Regions from separate parts of the Gossypium hirsutum genome. Here region 2 is linked to region 1. Evidence: chromatin contacts called from public Hi-C data. All regions are on one chromosome and are shown on one strand. Each heading gives the region's core, a stretch centred on a gene start, on an enhancer-like site or on the middle of the called end of the contact. The rest is flanking DNA. Distances are from core to core; before and after follow the strand shown. Region 1 holds the start of LOC107897104. Region 2 holds the start of LOC107962887 (ER membrane protein complex subunit 1).

Region 1 (6,223 bases), core at 1,956-4,455:
CTTGTGCACTACGAATCAAATTTGTTCCTGTACAGAAATCCAATGACTATGCCATTTGTTTCAATTAAAAATAGACTCAACAAAAAATCCATACAAATAAAGTTTGAGTCCTAATTCTTAATACACAATTTATGGTGAATTTCTAAAGTCAGAATAGGGAGTCTAGAAATTGTTCTAACCCTGTTTCACCAAAACGTAAATATCTCATAAAATACAACTCTTTTACCTATTTTGTTTCTTCCATATAAAAATAGATTCATTAAGCTTCAATTACATATTTTATTCATCATCTAATTCACTTTATACTATTTTTGGTATATTTTCAAAGTTGGACTACTGTTACTGTCCAAATCTGTTTTAGTATAAAATGTTGATAACTAAGTTTATAACATCTTCATTTCTTCTCTCTACAACATTTACCAACAATTCCTCTTATTACTCTTCACTAACATATCAAAACATACCATACTTAAGGTTTTGGTAACATTTACAAAACATACCAAAATATCACTTAACAACTTAGATACTTTCAAAATAACCAAAAGACATCCTAGGTACAATGCCATTTTCTAAAAAGATAGAAACTTCACCAATTTGAGTTTGGGGATCGGCTTGTATGCTGAGTCCTTATACTTTCGTACCTAGCCTGCGCACAGAAACAAATCGTACGCTGAGAATACTCTCAGTGGTATTTCTATAAACAATAGCTTAATCAACTTTAAAACATGGTAATTCAAACACATTATTGCTATTATTCAATATCAATCAGTACTTTAATAACCTTTACTTTATTTACCCTTATTAACATAACTCGAATACTGACGGATACACGGATCCAACCCACACTCCGGGATAAGCACATAGTGCTTCATCGGAGTAAATCCGGAACTTTAACATTATAGTACACAAAGTACTTCATCGGAACAAATCCGGAACTTTAACAGTAGTTGACACATAGTGTCTCATCGACTCAATGTCGGAATATCCCAATACTTCCAATTCCTATGACATGTCAACTATATCCGACTAGCCCGACACTGTTAGTAGGGTATTCAAAATCACATTCATTTCAATATGGTAAAAATACTTACCTCATTCACATTTTCATACAATATAACTATCAAATATAGCAATAACGATTAAGCTCGGTTTATAGAAATACAAACCACTATTTATCGAATTTAATCGATATTTTCGTTCACTTTCTCTTTTCCCTTCTTTGATGACGTATCCGGTGCTACGTTTGCTACTAACAATCATACAATTAAAAATCATCAATATACTAATTCATAAAACACATTTTTCACTTTCTATCAAACTTTTACAAAAATTCCAATTTCGTCCTTTTCCCATTACTAATCTTTTTTTCTTTAACTTAAGCTTCATATCCTCTTTTAATCAACTCATTAACAATTTCTAACTCATAAAATTCATTATAAAACATAAATTTTGAGCTCTATTCAACTTAATCCCTATTTAAACCTAACTTAGAATTCTTTTAATAAATCACTCAATTTTCACTTCTAACTTTAATTCCTATCAATTTAACCCATAAAACCTCAATTTATTCAACTAAATCAATATCTAAAAATTTTCTATTTTTCTTCATTTTAACCTCATACATGTAGAACTTTGAATTAGGCATCCATAAACATAAAAATCATAAGAAAATGAGCTAAAACAACTTACCAATCAAGCTTTAGGGCCTTAATCCTCAAATTTCTCTTTTCTATTTCTTTCTTTCTTTCTTTCTTTCTTTCTTTCTTTTTTTCTTTCTCACGTTTGCTCTCTGTAACTCTTTTTATGTTTCTTTGCTCATTATTCTTTATTCATTATACTATATTATATTATATTATTATTAACCTATAATAAATATAAAATTAACATGTGTAATAGCTATAACATAAAATATCTTATAGCTATTACACATATATACCAACTATTACACATGTTATATCATACATTCACACACATGGCACTTAGGGTCTAATTGCTAGATTAGTCCCTTTTACTTCTTTAATCTATAATTAAACTTTTATTCCTTATGCAATTTAATCCTTTAAACTAAATTCAAGCTACTTCACTTAATTAAACACTAAATAACCATTCAACTATAATTCATAAATATTTCTAATAAATATTCATGAATAAATTTCACGGAAACAGTACTCAAGACTCAATTTCCGATACCGTAACTTTCGGTTCATTACAAACATCATAAAAATAAAAAAAAATAAAATTATTAAAAAATTTAAAGTATGTGAATTTAATTGCCCAAATTAAAATTTAACTATAAGAAAGTAATCTAAATTTATTTAAAGTCTACCAAATTGTTTTAAAAAATTTATATCCAATCTAATTAAATAAAATTATTTGATTAAATTAAAAAATTAAACATATTAAATTTAAATCTTACTATAATATAATTAATTTGATGGAGCATATAAAATTAAAACTATATATATTTAAAAAAATTTCAAAAAAAACTTCAATTATTAATTAATTTATTTAGATTCTAAAGTTATTATTTTAGAAAAATTTTAAATTTTTTTATATATTATTTATTTTTCTTAAAAAAATAAAATTTTTGAAATTTTTATAAATATTTGAAAATTTTAAAAAAAAATAATTTTTTTATATTTTTTGTGAGAGAGTTATCTTGCTTATTTTTAAAATTGATAAAGATCAAAGGGATATTTACACAAATATATTATTCGAATTATTTAAATTACAAAATTTGATTCACCTCTAACTCGAAACTTAAATTACCTTTATTGGTAGGGATAAATTTTAAAATTATACATGAATTTTGATTTAATGTGCAATTGTATACATGAGCTTTAATTTGGTGTAATTATATAGGTGAAACTCTAATTGTGGTTTAAATGTATACTTCAAATTTAATTTTAATTTAATCATATACATTTAAATAAATAAATATATCAATTTATTTTTATATTAGATAAATATAATTATTTATATATGTAATATATAAACAAATGATGTTATATCAATAATTTTATTAATAATTTATAAAAATCAAATCAAATTAAAATTTCATGAATAAAATTATATAAAATCAGAATTAATGTATATAATTATACATTAAACTATAATTAATGTATAGTTTTAAAATTTATCAAATTTATAGATTATTTGATAGAGTTTTTATTTTTTTTTCTCTTCCCAGAAAGTTATGCTCACGTTTGCTGACGCCTCTAAACCCCACAAGAGTGCTAAAAGGTTTTCCTCTCGCTCCAAATTAAAAAGCAGAAAGTCAATCTCGGGCTTGTCTGTCCCTTTCCTTACTTCTTTATTCAATCCCCAAATTGAAATTAGGTCATTATTTCCCCTTCAAGGCGTTGGCAGCCGGTGTTCTCCCCTCTTATCTTCACCGTAGACAAATCCAAGGAGTAGGTACTACTTAATTTACCACCTCATTTTCATCGCAGTCCATACATTTCTTGTTTTGATCTTGCAGAATTTCTTCTTTAATTACTTGAGGAAACTTCGTTTCATAGGGTTTCGTTTTGATAATTTATATATCCATGGTTTGATCTTTTTTTGTTCAATGATCTAAATCTGATCTGAGTTAAAAGTTCCTCAGGTCTGTGCTAAATGAGTGAAAACCAGGACATCCCTTGCCCAATTGGGGTTGTTTCGGACTCTGAGAGTGATCCACCTGAAAATGAACCGGATGATACCCAGACGCATATGTCGATGTCGACTGGAAGCAAGAAAAGAAGCTGGGAAATCGATAATTAAGTGGAAGCTAAAGGAAAAGCCCCCCAGAAATGGATATCGGGAAAAGAAGCTTCAACCTCCCAGCAACAGCCAAAACCGAAAAGTGAAAAGAACTGTGGGGAAGCTGTGCAAAACAGATTGAAAAAATTTCCACCATCAAGTTGACAGACGAAGAAAGACGGTAAATGGTCCTAATTGAACTATTGAAAAATTTCCACCATCAAGTTGACAGACGAAGAAAGACGGTAACTGGTCCTAATTGAACTAAGTATTTCATATTAGATTCACATTAAAAACTAAGAAGTTCATGTTAGATTCACTTTTTTATTATCTTTTATGCATACATTTTGAACATAAAAAGATCAAATGTCATCTGGTAAGTTTTGGACTATTTTCTAAACAGACAATACACAACAATACATCAGAACTGTACAGTTTGGAAATCCTTGCATCAGCAATATCTTTATATCTTGTTTTTTAACGAGAGATTTGGAATTTCTGACATGGATAAAATCGAAATCCTTTCCTGTCTCATTACAAATTCCTGCCTCCTTCAAGCAAATCAAAACGCAGTGGCTAATGCATCCTGATCTCCAAAGCATTCTCCAAAAGATCCAGTACATCAAGGCCAAATTCAAAGATCATCTTTTAAAAGAAGATGATGCGAATGAGGAATTGGATACAGTAGAAGATGAGTTAAATAAATTAGATCAACAACGATCAAAGGTACACCAATGATTACAAATTTAATTACTAGGTTTGCTTTCATGATCTAAATCTCCAATTTAACTTTCTAAATTGATTTTTCAGGAACAAAAAAGGGACCTTGATGCAGTCTTCTCTAACACTAAGGTATGCACATTTCTTATCATTGGCATTAACTAGCATAGTATTATTATTTCTTAAATAAGATAAACTTTTCTCGATTGTAAATCACTCATGCACAGACCTGTTTTTTCAAAGGTTTTTTAATGTGTTTAGAGGAATCTTGAATGGTTATATTAAATATATGTATCCGAATGTGTCTGTACATGGACACTTCAAGCAAAAATGAAGAGTCTGAACAACCTAGATTTTCAGTATCAGACCTCCTAATGTGTAGGACTCTCCCTGCTTCTCTTGTCCTGCATGGACTTTGCATTGAAAACTATACATATTGTTGAATCTAAGCATTATATACATTCTTTTGCATGTATATATATGTTTGAAGCTACAAACTTGAATATGCATATCTTGATCTCTCTCTTTTTTTTTTTTGTAGTATATCATGTCTCAATGTATCAAATTCGTTCTTAGACTTACCCTTGTAAAGTTTACGTCTCTCCTTCCCAATCTTTTATTTATATTTCTCTTAAATTTCATCAGGACACCAACATGGGGACTGGGACTCTAATAAAAGAGGGTATGATATATGCATACACATATATTGCATTGGGAATCAGCTGTTTTAAGAAGCATTTGGAAACTTGGATTTCAAAAGTAGATACATATATTTATTAATGGGTGTTAGTAAGGAATTTGAAATTCATGTTTTTTTAATTAATAAAATTCAAATACATAATCGCATTAGATCTCAATGTTATGGAAGAAAATGTTGCTGGAAACTCTGATGTTATTCTGTTATTTTCTTATGCCTATTAGCCGTTGTTGAGAAGCACCGTTTTGGTTCTATGAACCATTAATGAAACGGAGCGTTTTGCTGAAGCCTTCTCATTAGTGAAACAGTGCGAAATGGAGAGGGATTACATCTGTCGAGTAACAGCCACAGTAACCACCTCTCCTAACTGTTGCCGAGTTTCCCATTTAGGGAGAATGGCTGGGGAAAAACGGTTATGCAGTTTTTGAATCGAAGAATTCTATTGTTTTCTTCTCTCGATCTTCTTCTTCCCCTCTCTTTCTCTGCTATTCTCTCTGGTTCTTGTGTGCACTCATAACACTCAACTGATTTATATATAATTATAGACACATCATTTTCTGTAATTTATATGATAGATGAAATCAAAATCAAAATTTTGAAATTTCAATATGGCTACTACAAAATTATGACTTGTATTCTATGTTTGTTGGTTTAGTTTTGTTCAGCATATCCATGGCTTTTTTCTAAAAATAACATTATTTTCTAAAAATAACATTACTTAGTATAGGTTTATTTTTTTAATATGTTTTAAATTACATGATATATAAAAATAACATAAACTTAAAATGGGCTGAGCTGGGTCGGGTCGTGCATTAAATGTTCAAACTCGAGCTTAACTCATAATTTAAACGGGTTTAATCTTTTTGTTAAAGCCTATTTTTCGGATCTATTATTTTTTTCAAACCCTTTCAAAATTTGGATAGGCTTTCGAATTTATACGAGTAACTCAAACTATGAACAAGTTTATTTTAACATGTGATGTATGTGTTCAAAGGCAAATTTTGTTAGTTTGAACATGCAAATTCAATTCATGATTATGATATTATAACTCAGCTAGGCTTA
Region 2 (6,223 bases), core at 1,564-4,063, 300 kb before region 1:
AGGGCTTGCAAGCATTAGTGTTCCCTTCAGCTTCAACATATGTCCCTTAAGAAAGGAGCACATTTAGAAACCATGTTGTCAAAATGCATCTTCAAGTCCATTTTCAAATAGTGGATAAAATTATAGAAGCTTTGATGGTTGGAAGTTCATATTTCTAAAACTAAACATCTTATCCAAATAGTGAAAAACCATTTAGCAAATGCTCAGATGAATACCAAGAAAAATGTATGCTCAGATATATATATCTCCATAGTCTTTCTAATTTTTGAACCACATTAAGACTTCATGCATATGATAATTCAACATGTATCCAAAACATAACCAATAATTAATCATCAGTTCCAATATAAACAATTATGTGTTTCAATGAGAACAAAAATAATATTGTCCAAATCTTAAAATGTTCATAGCCATACCTTAAGCCATTCAAAGAGGTTGTGCTCCACTTTTGCAACAGATACACCATCCCTTTCCACGGGAAGTTCTGAAGTTGTTACATCAATAATTGATGCCAGACCATCTTCCCTGCTCCAGACAATCTCACCTTGTTGTAATAACAACAATGAATGGTCTTCCATCACAATCAAAACCCGAAATCCATAAGACCTATCAGTTCGGATATAATTATTTATGAAAACCTTGTGGACAAGCCCTCTTTGCCGGTCCATCTTAACGCTTTCTTTAAGCAAATTACCATCCCAATCATGTGCAAGTTTCACTGTGAGATGAATCTCACTGCTTGCATGCTGAATCAATGCAAATGCTTGTTGATCCTCGGAGATTGAGAGAGCATCACTAACAGCTATTTCATGAGTCGTTTTTTCCACGACTTCTAAGTTGCCTTTACCTATCACTCTAATAAATATAGTAACTGCATCTGTTTTAATCGCAAATATTCCTGAGACTGATGAAGGTATTATTACTGCCGGTCCTAAAGAATCCTCGACAAGATTTGAAATGGGTGTCTGTTGAGAACTAATTTTTCCATCTTGAAAACTTATTGTGAGCAAAATTGACCCTGTGGAATCAAGAGCCACAACTGTCTCAGTGGAAACTAGTGAAACTTGTCCCGAAAACCCACTAGAAAAAAATGCACTTTCATGCTTCAACAACTCTCCATTCTTAGCATTGATTTGGTACATCTCAAACTGGGACAAAGCAGCAAACCCTACAACATGTATTAAATCACTGCCGGGAGGCAGAATTACCTGCTGAACCTCAAAGCTGCAAGTAGCATGGCAACGCAATACATCAATAATACCATTGTTTACAAATGGGAGGGGGAATCAGTTGAAATATAATACTTTCAAATTCAACTAACCTTTCTGCTTCAAAATCCTTCTTCCAAAGAACCTCACCATCTATACAAGATATAGCATGGAGACGGCCATTGCTAAAAACGACAAGTACATTATCCTTATCAAATTTCAAGTTTGTCTGCACAGTATAAACACAGTCAATCTTCATAGGTTTTTAGGATCATAGAATGAATAATATAATTTCAATCAACAAATTAAACAAAGGGTGGAAAAATGGCAGGACGTCAAGTTCTAATGGACAATAAAAGTTACAAACACAAGATATGTTCAGCAAAGCATCCTTCTGTACATAAACTAGCCTTGTTTTATTGGATATTGTAGAGATAATTAAGAATCTTTTAGATGAAAATTCAGCAAGAATAATCTTGATTGTATGAAGGAGCATCTAATATAGAATGGCTTGGTACAAAATTTCAGTGACCATGTTCGACTAAAAACAGACTGTCGAAGAATAGTAACAAAATAGATGTTAACTGGAAGAATCTGACTAAAGAAAATTCTAATACTAACCGGCACTAATAAGAATGATTTTGAGTGCTTTGGACCCTGAAGTGAAGATTCCCACACCATCTGCCCATCAGGAAGGTTCCATGATCTTAGAATACTTCCTCCCGATGAAAGGGTAATGACATCTGCAAGAATGAAATTTATTCAAAACTTAATCAGCTAAACAAGCACTGAAGTCAGACCTTTCCTCGGTGAATCCAGAAACAGAAACCAACACTTAAAAACAAGTTGAAAAATGAACGAAACAATAAATACAAATAAGATAACAACAAAAACAAATTCAAATATAAAAAGGCCACTTAAGATTCTTCTCTGAACAAAATATGGATATGCAAACACTTACATTTGCCAAGACCGATATCAATTCCATCGATAACATCATCAGCCCCAAGCAAATGTCTCCAAACTACATAAAACAAACAAACCATCATCCCAAAAAGAATTATAAGCTAAATAAACTTCAACCATCAGTAATCGAATTGGATTTGACTTACAAATCTCGCCGTGGCGGAGATCAAGTGAAGCAATAACATTCTCTTCGGTGGAAACTACGACTCGTTTTCGACCAGCTCTTTGAGAGGAGAACACTGCTTGCTTCACTTTGCCGATGTATTGTTGATGCCTAAGATTAAACAATTTAATTAAAAACAAAAATTAGATATACATATAAAGAATCGAAGTTAAATTTGAATCGAATTCAACGAAGTAAAGTTTGAATTAGAACTTACCAATCCATGAGGCCTACTTGATCTTCATAAAGAGAAAAGACCGGACTTAGAGAAGAGGAGAAGAATAAAATAAAGAGAAAAAAAGACCTAATCGCCATAGCTAATTGCTATGAGGATTGAAGAAAAAAAAAAGCGGTATCCGTCTCTCTAGAGAGTGAAAGAGAAACAGATCTGAGAAAGTCGAAAGGGGGAGGAGTTTGCAAGGTCTAACTATGGCTTCTCTACTTCCGTTTTAGTTACATATAGCCGGCTTTTTTTTTATAAGGTTTAATTCCTTTTCTTTTAACCCCTCTATTTTACAAAAATTGATAATTTAATCCTCTAATTAACTTTATTAAATTTGGACTTAATATATAATTGGTTAGCTATTGGACACTTTTTTTCATCCAATAAGAAATAATATTAATTTTTTAATGTGAAGAGTATTAAAATTTTAATGGTACCAAAATTACAACTCACATTGCGGTTCATATTTAATTCATAAAAATTTAAAAATATATTTAAAAAATTCAATAGAACTTTTAAAAAGAAGGTTTAATATAATATTTGGTACCTAAACTTGACACTTTTTTTTAATTTGATACTTAAACTTGACACTTTTTCTTAAGTTGGTATTTACACTTTTTGAGGCCCAATTTGGTACTGAACTTGACCTTTTTTCCTAATTTAGTTCCTAATCTTTTTTTTTGTTCGATTCGGCACTTGTCAAACATTTTTCAAATTACTCCAATATAATAACAATATTAATTTTTTATGAGTAGCAAAAATAATAAATGTATGACCAACATGTGACAAATTATATGATATTTTTTATATTTTATATGTTTAAATATTTTTAGTTTTATATAATTAATTATTTTATTAATTGAAAATAATGAATTTGTTTTAATTTGAGGTTTTAAAAAATCTCTTTTTTATTTAATATTAATTCAATAAACATACTTCAATACCTATTTTTTTAACATGAGTTTCCTCGACAATATTTTTGTAGCATAGCAAACAAATATATATATAGTTAGTGTTTTGCATAATTTATATAATATTTAATAAAATTAAGTACCAAATTGAACCTAAAAAAAGCTTAGGTAACAAACTAGGAGAAAGTGTCAAGTTCAAGCATCAAATTGGACTAAAAAAAAGTTTAGGTACCAAATTAGAAAAAAATGTCAAGTTCAGATACCAAATGTTATATTAAGCCTAAAAGAATTATTCAATGAAATACGATTAGAATGCTAAAAGGGTTGCAACTAGACCTATTCATGGGTTGGGTTACTCACCCAGGCTTGAAATTTGAGAGGATTTGAGTAAAAATATTAGGTCCAAAAAATGAGCTTGGGCAAAAAAATAGGTCTGTTTAAAATATGGGCTAGGTTCAGACTTGAACATTTAAGGCCCAAACCCAATCCGAATCGTTTTTAAGTTTATAATACTTTATATTGTGTAGCTTAAAACACATTAAAAAAATATATACTAAATATATAATACTACTCTAATTTAAACATTAAAATAATGTTAAGATGACTATATAAAAAATTTCAATAAATAAAAAATATATAAAATTATTAAATATTAAAATAATATAATATAAATATATATTTCAAAATTTTTTAAAAATAATATGGGTGAGCCTAAAATGGCTTGAATTAATCTTTTGTAAATATGGGCAAGTTTGGCAAAATTTTAAACTCATATTCTGGGCCAGCCTAACTTGAACAAGTATAAAAAATGTTAATATTATATTTAGACTTAACTCGACCATGAGTACCTCTAGCTACAACATTTATGCCATTAAATTTTTAATAGTTCAATCAACTATTTCCTTTCAAAAATAAAAAACAAATTGACTAAAATTTTAAGGTTAAAAAATACGAAAGTAATAAAAAATTTAAGACTAAAATGACAAAATAAATACATATTAAAGATTAAAATTATCATTATATTTTTAATAATACAGTAATGAAGACTAATGATGGATTTTTTAGTTGGACCTCACCGGCTATAATATTTGTAAGCAAAAAAGGGTTATGGTGGGTGTTAAAGAGTTTGTATTTCGATACAGTTTTTAATATTTAAGTCAAGAGGTAAAATGCAAGAATAGAATAAAGCTGTGGTGAAAGGGTGGATTGTGTGTTATATGAAATAGCTAAGGCTATGAATAATGATGCTTTTGGAAGGTTGCACATTTGTCTAATTTGTTTATTAACAGTTTTAGATATTCAATTTTTATGCCAATAATGTGTTAGTTATATTAAATGACCTATTCTTATATAACAGACTAGTCTCGCTAATTGCTTAGGCCTGTAATTTATCACTCTGATTTGGTATCATTATATTTTTAATAAAATGATTCCAATTATTCGCGTGCTTAATTTTGCAAAGTAAGCCAAATAGATAAAAATAAAAAAATAAAAAAAATACTGCTATTTATGAAATCTGGCTGTCAAGTAGGTCTAGGTCGGTATGTTTGAGTGGCTAAGGAGAGAGGCACGAAACGTACGGGGGTATATGCTTGCGCAGGTTCTCGAACCCTTGTGTTGATATTTTTTTAATTTTTTATATTTTTAAACAATCAAGTAAATAGAAAACGAAAACCGCAGTAAGAAGTCGATATGTCCGAGTGGTTAAGGAGACAGACTCGAAATCTGTTGGGCATTGCCTGCGCAGGTTCGAATCCTGCTGTCGACGCTTTTTCTTTTATTTTTCTGAACAAATTCCTCAGATGAGGAACCGATGTCTGAGCTTTAGTGAAAGTGGAGAAGTCGTTGACAAATTCAAAGAAAGTACAGAGTTTTAGAGCCCTACCTTGGCTTCTCCAATGGTTTTCAGTGAGCTCATGTAGTGTGTGTAGCGACGTAAAAATTTTGGTTTAGGGTCGTTAATTGTGGCGATCTAGTGAAAAAGTTTGAAAACTGAAGTTTGATTTTAAAATAAAGAGGGAGTCGCCACCGATCCATTTCCTAGGTGTGATCGGACACCTATTAGATTCATTTTTAAAACAAAAGGAAGGCTGAATTTAGGTCTACGTTAAAAGTCAGAGGAAAATTAGGGTTCGGGAGTCGGTTACGCGCGAGGAAGGTATTAGCACCCTCGCGACGCCCAAAAATTGGTATCTCATAAACACATGTTGTCTTAATTTTCAAAAATACGAATTCAATGTAAAGTTTAGTTGTGATCCGAAAAAACGAGAAATTTTAGTTTATTCCGGTTTTTGAGAAGGGTATATCGCTTTAACACGAGTCAATTGACGTTCACCCAACGTAGCGATGAACTCGATGACTTAATGTTAAATCGATATGTTGCCTTGATTATTGAAATTAATTAGCAAAACAAGAATACGATTTTCGAAATAATGCAAAGTAAAATGATATGAAATAAAAATCAATAAATGAAAGAGCTAGGGATATATTGAAACAAATAATCGAGGTGACAATAATATTAGAAAAGATGAAGGTATAATGTAATAATAGAATTGGACACGAAATTAAAATAATGAATGTACACACATAATAATAATATTAAGAATGCGTGTGTAAGATGAAATATATATTTAGCGATATTAAAAATCCATACAACATACATAGAACATATATAGTATATGCATACCTTAGAAATGATGAGAATAATAATAAAACTATTTTGTACACTACACAAATACATACACACATATAT

Evidence for each region. Hi-C and Micro-C count contacts between places; a contact is called where the count stands out from the background.
Region 2: a contact with region 1 is called in a Hi-C map of hypocotyl, with 4 times the contacts expected there. The contact joins the promoter of LOC107962887 here to the promoter of LOC107897104 in region 1. A contact is called at or near these places in 8 of 34 Hi-C or Micro-C datasets (fibers, hypocotyl, leaf and 1 more).

What each region holds. Positions count from the first base shown.
Region 1 is chrA06:33,646,098-33,652,320 of Gossypium_hirsutum_v2.1, reverse strand. LOC107897104 reads left to right here and starts at 3,205. Exons shown (of 5, transcript XR_005928419.1): 1 at 3,205-3,413; 2 at 3,608-3,925; 3 at 4,303-4,470; 4 at 4,555-4,596; 5 at 5,110-5,768.
Region 2 is chrA06:33,948,395-33,954,617 of Gossypium_hirsutum_v2.1, reverse strand. LOC107962887 (ER membrane protein complex subunit 1) reads right to left here and starts at 2,813. Exons shown (of 12, transcript XM_041115813.1): 1 at 2,555-2,813; 2 at 2,321-2,448; 3 at 2,170-2,232; 4 at 1,830-1,951; 5 at 1,322-1,437; 6 at 417-1,224; 7 at 1-45. The coding sequence starts at 2,652. It overlaps TRNAS-CGA (transfer RNA serine (anticodon CGA)), which reads left to right and starts at 5,158; the gene lies at 5,158-5,239.